2 separate regions of the Callithrix jacchus genome follow, and region 1 is linked to region 2. Evidence: chromatin contacts called from public Hi-C data. All regions are on one chromosome and are shown on one strand. Each heading gives the region's core, a stretch centred on a gene start, on an enhancer-like site or on the middle of the called end of the contact. The rest is flanking DNA. Distances are from core to core; before and after follow the strand shown.

Region 1 (3,785 bases), core at 57-2,556, 170 kb before region 2:
AATTTATAGACTCATGCTTCTGTCACATTATCCCCAGTGAGTCTTCTTTACGGTACCTACTGCAATTTGGAATTATCTTCCTTTTCTGCTTACTTTGGACTGCCTGCTTAATTTGTTAAGTGGCACCTGGCCCATGCATGATGAAAACTCACAGCTGCATGGATGTTCTTCTGAAGATCCGCTCCAACTAGCCAAAGAAAAGCTGAAAGCCAGAGGGGAAGGGACTTGTCCAACCCCACAGAACACAGGGCTCCTGGCTCCCAGTGCAGAAGGGGCATGCTGCACCCCATCCCTGCCCCCTCCTTGCAGACCACCAACTCTGACTACCTCTGGGAGGGAGCGGCGGGCAGCTGGGGTCCTCATCCGTGTCCCCACACCCACTCTCACAGGGGCTCTCCAGGGCAGGGATCTGGGGTCCCCGTAGGAGATGCTGGTCTTGGCCACTGTCCTCATCCGTGGGGCTGCCCAGCTCCCGCTCTATGTCATAGGCCTTGGGAGCCAGGCGCAGCGAGGGCAGAGCACCCTGGGGCTCCGTGGGGGCCAGTGGCTCATCAGCAAATGTCAGCCAGGGGCCCAGCTCAGGGTTCAGTCTCCGAGAACGCCGCACGGGGCACACGGAGCTCTCTGGCTTCCTCCCCAGCTTCGTCCATGGCAGGCCTCGGCCTGGTCTTTTCCTGCCCCACTCCTCCTCTTCCTCCTCCTCTTTTTCTTCTTCCTCTTCCTCCTCCTCTTCTTCCTCGTCTTCCTCCTCCTCCGGCTGTAGCCTGCTAGGCCGGTGGACCTCCCCTTTCACCTCCAGCCGCAGTGGGCGCAGGCTTGGTCTGGGCCCAGTGCTCTTGGGTGAAGCTGCAATCCTCACCTCCTCCACTGAGGATGGGTGACCAGGGGAGGCCTGGCTGTCTTTGGGGGACCTGGGCCTTGACCGAGGTGTGAGGGAGGCATAGACAGGCGTGGCCAGACGGTAGGGTTTGCTGACATCACAGAGCACGTCTTGAGCCAGAAGTTCCCTCAAAATGGAGAACTCAGCCCAGGAGGCTTTGGAGGGGTGCCGGGGCCGGGATCTGACCTGCTGGGAGGGGTTGCTGCAGGGCTTGGGGGCTGGCTCAGGGGCCTGTGGGGGCAGCTTCCTTTGAGGGAGGCAGTAGGTGTGCATGTAGCGAATGAGTTGCACCATCGCCTGCATGTCTTCCTGGGAAAACTGGGCACCGGGGTCTGCCCTGCCCGGCACTAGGGAGTCCCGGGGAGAGGCTGGAGCTGGCTGGGGGCTCGGGCAGTCCTCACCCGGCTCCTCATCCTCCTTGGCAGGGAGCCGGGGACTCTGGAGGCGTAGTGGCTGCAGACCTCTATCTTGCAGGCAGGACGGCGCCGAGGTGAGGTGCTTATGCAGTTCTGTGCAACTCCGGCTCTGAGACTGCGTGGCGAGAGCCTTCTTGTCTTGGGTGCTGTCCACCTAGAGGGAGAGAGGCCAGAGTGAGGAAGGGGGCCCAAACACTCCTGCATGCCTCAGCCGCATGGCCACTGGCCAGCACAGTATGTCTCACCTGGATCATGGGAACAGCCAAGTTTCCTTCATTCCGTCCCTAGCCTCCCACACAGAGCTGGGCACCTGGCCACGCTCAGTGGATGAGGAATGACCAGCCTCCTAACAGCTCTGAGTCATGGAATTTCACCCTTCCGCATCCTTCCAGATTCACTGACAAAGCCCCACTCTGACCATTGCACCCCACTGCTCCATATCCTTCAACCAAAAGCCAGGCAGTAGATTCATGGTAGCCTGGGGCTGCAGGAAGGACTCCTGCAAATGAGCACTGGGGAATTCTTCTGGGATGATGGAGTTTTTTTGTTTTTGTTTTTGAGACAGAATCTCACTCTGCGCCTAGGCTGGAGTAAAATGGTGCGATGTTGGCTCACTGCAACCTCCACTTCCCAGGTTTAAGTGATTCTCCTGCCTCAGCCTCCCGAGTAGCTGGGATTACAGGCATGTGCCACCACACCCAAGTAATTTTCTGCATTTTTTAGGAAAGACAGGGTTTCACCATGTTGGCCAGGCCAGTCTGGAACTCCTGAGCTCAAGTAATCCACTCGCCTCAGCCTCCCAAAGTGCTAGGATTACAGGCATAAGCTACTGTGCCTGGCCTGAATGATAGATATGTTCTAAAGCTGGATAATGGTCCTAACTGCATGGCTGTTAAGTTTACTAAAAATTATAGAATTGTATTTTACAATAGGTGGCTTTTATGTATGTAAATTGCACCTCAATGAAGTCTAAAAAAACAAAAAGTCGGTAGCTCCTAGTGCCCACAGGATAAAGGGGAGGCTCCCTGGCTGGGGATATGAGGTCCTTTACACTCACACCAGCCAGTCTCTCTCCAGTCTTATTCGTCCCACTTGTCCACAGCGGGGCTTTCCTGCCAGTGGGACTCATCATTTTGCTGGGACTTTCTAGCAATGGCTGTAGGATGTGTCTTACCTCTCTGGGGAGCTTCCTAGGCTCCCAGAGGGCAAAGGGCTGGCTCACAATGGGGCTTGGCTGCTGCCCCCTCAACAGAGTGAGGCACGAGAGGGTGGACCTTTGTTTTGGGGGGGTCAGCCAGGACAAATAGGGAGGGAGCATAGGGACTCATCCCCCAGAGGAGCCCCGGCAAGGGAGAGGCTATCTGAGAGGAAGCTGCTATCTGAGAGGAAGCTGATTCTGCCTCTGAGGATGTAGGATTACATGCAACAGTCCCCAAGAGGAGGGTGCAGGACCCAGGAGAGGAAGGGTCGTGTGTAGCCTTTGGGGGACAGGACCCCTTGGAAACCACCCATTACACCTCTCTTTGTTAGAGCTGGAAGATGAGGCTTAAAGAGGAAAAGGGGTGTTCTTTGACCCTGGATGTCCATGACAGAGCCTTAAACTCTCCAATGGCTCCCTGAGGTGGGGAAAAAAATCCCAACTATTTACTGTGGCCTCTGCAGCCAGGCTGTCCTGTGTTTTGGTCTGTCACACCATTAGAACACAATCCTCCAGAGGCTGGCCATGCTTTCCTCATCCTGGCTCTGACCTGCATTAACACCTACCAGTGTCTGCAACACTGAAGTGTGAGAAAGTCCAGGGCTCCTTCTGGAACCCCAAACTGGGCTGGATCTCCAGAAGCAGTGCCCAGGACACCAGCTACAAGGACTGTGGGATGAGTGGGAAGAGATATTGGTAGTTGACTGAACTTGCTATTCTCCACTAGAGCTGGAGGCTACGGGCCCAGCAGGCACCTGGGGCAGATTTGGGGGCATGTGAAGAAATACCTTGACACAAGGCCGTTGACTTTTAGATCTGAGGCCTGCCTGGCGCCAGGCGGTCCCTTCCTTCTGGGTGTCAGAGCTTGATGTTGGGTAGGATGTGGCCAGGAGGAGCTTCTGTAGCTGAGGGAAAAGCAGAGAGGACAGGAGCCGGGGCTGAGCCATAGCCAGAGGACGTGGACTGCATGGCCAGCCCCTCAGGACTGACTTTGGGCATCACAGGGCCACAGGGAGAACACAGGGTGGGCATTCCATGACCTGGGATGATGGTCCCAAGATACTAGGTGCAGATGGCAGACTGTCTAACAATCCCGAACACACATAAGCATCCCAATAACATACAAATCCTTTTCAGAGTTAATAACCTCTGAGAATAGCTATAACTTTGAAAAACTCAAGCAGGTCCTGGGTAATGTCTGTCCATTTTACTGGTAAAATACTATTATACAGTTTCATTGGGACATTCTGTGCACATGTACACACACACACACCCACACATACACTCTGGA
Region 2 (3,914 bases), core at 507-3,006:
AACTCTTAGACCAAAAGATATGACACTCACCTACCTCCCGACATCAGAGGCAGGCACATGCTCCAGGTCTGGCCAATCAATAGACTCTATTCCCCGGCTCTACTGAGTGACCAGTTCAGTGATGGGCATATCACTTAATAGAGTCCAGTGAGAGTCAACACTGGGACTTCTGCTGGAGCCCGTGGCGGGTATTAAGTTGGCAAGGTGTGAACACTGCTGGTGGCTGCACTGCCTGGGCACAGGAAGAGCCTGCCTTAAGATGAAACAGGCAAAGGAAAACAGTAGAAGAGGCCGGGCTCCGTGGCTCAAGCCTGTAATCCCAGCACTTTGGGAGGCTGAGGCAGGTGGATCACGAGGTCAACAGATCGAGACCATCCTGGTCAACATGGTGAAAACCCGTCTCTACTAAAAGTACAAAAAATTAACTGGGCATGGTGGTGCGTGCCTGTAATCCCAGCTACTCGGGAGGCTGAGGCAGGAGAATTGCCTGAACCCAGGAGGCGGAGGTTGCGGTGAGCTGAGATCACGCCATTGCACTCCAGCCTGGGTAACAGGAGTGAAACTTCATCTCAAAAAAAAAAAAAAAAACAGCAGAAGAAACTAAGAGAGACGAAGTCTTGATGACACCCTTTCATTCCCTGGATCCAGCCAAGCCTGAGTCTAGATCTAATTTTTCAGGTACATGAACCAATAAATTCCTTTTTTACTTAAGCCAGTTTAAAGTGGGTTTTTCTCATATGCAGCTCAGAGAGCACTGACGATGTGGGACATCTCCAGCACCTTTCCACTCAGAGAGTGTGATTCCAGCTTCTCCTCAGATGCCGCTTCCTGCAGGCAATGACCTTCAACAAGGCCCCAGAACTGAGCAGCAAAACTCTGAAAGGTCACTTAGTCCCATCCCCTCCTTGTTTATGTGGGAAGACCCAGGGCCTAAGAGAGGCAAGGACTTGCCTGGAGTCATGCATGCCACAAAGCCAACTGGGATATCAGCCCAGGCTCTGTCAATAAATACACCCATACCGGAGGGGTGATAACAGCAGAGGCAGTGCCAGCCAAGTCTTCTCAAGGGCAGTCCCTGCAGGGACAGGGGCTCACTTCTTTAGCATGAAAAAGAGTCTTATTGACCTTTTCTAAATGTCTCAGTTTCTCTATAACGATTAAAAAACACACTTATAAATGTTGTTACTCTTAATCATAAATGGAGTGTATAGACATGGCAAAAACATTTTCAGGAGGAGCAAAAAGGGAAAATGAAACCCTCCAATAATCTCAGCACCCTGGCTAACATGGCTAACATTTTGGGATTTTGCATATTGTGTGTGTGTGTGTGTGTGTGTTTCTATGAAGATTCATATGAAGCAAGGTGGACATCTGCCTTGAGAGAGGGACCCAAACTATCCTCCTGAAGAATGAACTGGGGCACATAGTTTTTTGGTTTTTGTTTTTTGAGACAGAGTCTCTCGCTGTGTCACCCAGGCTGGAGTGCAATAGCATGAGTTCCACTCACTGTAACCTCTGCCTCCTGGGTTTAAGTGACTCTCCTGCCTCAGCCTCCTGAGTAGCTGTAATTACAGGCATTGCCGCCATGCCCTACTAATTTTTATATCTCTAGTAGAGACAGGTTTCACTATGTTGATCTGGCTGGTCTTGAACTTCTGACATCAAGTTATCCGCCCCCCTCAGCCCCCAAAGTGGTGGGATTACAGGCATGAGCCACTGCAGCTGGCATAAGGGGCACCCCTTGAAGGTGAAAAGGGGAGAGACCTCTTTGATTCTCTCCGGTTTGTCAGACAAGGTTCTACAAGCGCCAGAAGCTAAAGAGAAGGGGTGTTGCTTTTGTTTGAAGACCAGTGGAAACTTACAAAATTGATGAAAGACGTAGGTTAGCAGAAATTAAGGAAACTCTGAAGGGCCAAGAAGCAGGAAGCAGGAAAAGCCGTCACTGCCTTCAACAGGGACATAGGTCAGGATGCTGTAAATGGCCACTCCACAACTGCTATTGCTACAAGGACAATGGCCAGAAACTGTTTCCTTTTCCTTGCAGAGTCAAAGTCCTGGGAAATAGCTTTTTTTTTTCAGAGTTTCATTCTTGTTGCCCAGACTGGAGTGCAATGGCATGGTCTTGACTCACTGCAACCTCTGCCTCCAAGTTCAAGTGATTCTCCTGCCTCAGCCTCCTGAGTAGCTGGGATTACAGGCAGCTGCCGCCACGCCTGGTTAAATTTTGTTGTTGTTGTTGTTGTATTTTTAGTAGAGATGGGGTTTCACCATGTTGACCAGGCTGGTCTCAAACTCTGGAACTCCGGTGATCCACCCACTTAGGTCTCCCAAAGTGCTGGGATTACAGGTGTGAGCCACCACACCCAGCAACAGCATTTTAAATAATGCATTTCCCACTGATTTGCCTAGGAGGTGAGGAGAGGAAGGATTTGACTCCTTTGCCTTCAATTGGAGACCAGCAGTGGGAGGCAGGAGCCAAGAATGACCCCCTTCCCAAGGCTGTGGGGAGAGGAGACACTTTCCCTTCATGGAACTGGGGTGTTTTCTGGAGGAGGAACAGGTGCTGTGCAGCCCCCAACCAAGAACTGCCCACCGGTGCAGCCTGGAAAGAGCAAGAGCTTGGGAGGCTGCTACTTCTAGGAAGAGTTTATAACTAAGTGGGGAAACTAGTCCTAACCTAGCTACCCTAGCACCCTGTTGGCAAATGCGTAAACAATTGTATTTGAGAGTGTGTGTAAATAAATAAAAAGTTGCAACACCAGATGTTCAGTGTGTAATGGAGTGACCGTAGCTATGTGGGAGGTGTCTTCCCTTTCCCGAAGGCCCCTGAGTAACAAACGCAGAACTAGCCACATGGAACATGCCTGGATCAATAAAGCGGTTTCTATAGGGGGTATAGACTGCACCTGGCCTGTGTGGTGTGTGTGTGTGTGTGTGTGGCGTGTGTCTGTGTGGCATGTGTGAGGGTTTGTGTCTGCAGGTGGTACTTTCAGGCGCCAATAGATGTGGTCGGCGGGGACTGCCTCTAGGCAGCAGAGCAGCTTTTTTCAACAGTGCCCTCATGTGGCAGTGCCAGAAACTGCAGGTCACCTAATGAGGATTCCTAGGTTTTTGTCCTTCAGGATATGGGAAATAGCAGTGCCTCTTTGCACTAAGTAACTATCCTAGGCTTATCCTAAGAGGGAGCGTCCCAACTAGAGAAGAGAGGCGTTTTCAGAAAAGGTGGTCCAGGTGTGGCGGCTCAACCCTGTAATTCCACCAACTCAGGAGGCTGTGGTGGGAGGCTGAAGCAGGAGAATCGCTTGAGGCCAGGAGTTCAAGACCAGCCTGGGCAACATAGTAAGCCCCTCATCAATAATAAATAAATAATAATAATTAAAATCAAGAAGATGTGGGCGCTGATCTCAAGATATTAAATTTTAGTAATAAAAAATCATGGGGCAAAGCGTCTTTCTGTGTGAGAACCAATTCGCTAAAATTGCTTGGGTGCCAGTCTCTTACTGATGGCCCTTGAATCCATCTCACAGTTTCCCATCATGCTTGACCATGAGAATATGCACCTGCTTGTCCACTGCCTTGCTCAAGTTTACATATACTAAGTCACTGTCTTTTCCTTGCTAAAGAGGGAGTTTAGGGACTTGGTAACTGAGGGGAAGCAGATAAACAAAGTCTCTGCCCTTCAGTGTGCACTTTGTTCCTGGGCATGGTTTGTAGGAGACTCCCACTGCACCGGAAGTCAGGAGTCTTGATCCTTGGTCCCAGCCTGGCCATTAACCTGCTGTGTAATCTTGAGCATGTTGCTGGAGTGTGTATGTGTGGTGTGTGTGTGGGAGATGTGTGTGTGTATAGGTGTATAGTATGTGGTATGTGGGGGTATGTGGGGGTGTGTGTGGAGGGTGTGTGTGTGTGGTGTG

What was found. A called contact is a pair of places that touch in the nucleus more often than the background predicts.
Region 1: a Hi-C map of induced pluripotent stem cells shows a contact between it and region 2, with 3 times the contacts expected there. The contact joins two enhancer-like sites. A contact is called at or near these places in 3 of 3 Hi-C or Micro-C datasets (induced pluripotent stem cells and skeletal muscle).

The regions. Positions count from the first base shown.
Region 1 is chr2:48,537,277-48,541,061 of calJac240_pri, reverse strand. PPARGC1B (PPARG coactivator 1 beta) reads right to left here. Exons shown (of 10, transcript XM_035288355.3): 3 at 328-1,450. Among named protein-coding and RNA genes, the nearest start is that of PPARGC1B, 99 kb to the right of the region's middle. Within about 2 kb of position 1,306, at least 2 of the 16 cell types and tissues checked have an H3K27ac peak or open chromatin away from gene starts, as enhancers often do.
Region 2 is chr2:48,363,758-48,367,671 of calJac240_pri, reverse strand. No RefSeq gene overlaps it. Among named protein-coding and RNA genes, the nearest start is that of PPARGC1B, 74 kb to the left of the region's middle. Within about 2 kb of position 1,756, at least 2 of the 16 cell types and tissues checked have an H3K27ac peak or open chromatin away from gene starts, as enhancers often do.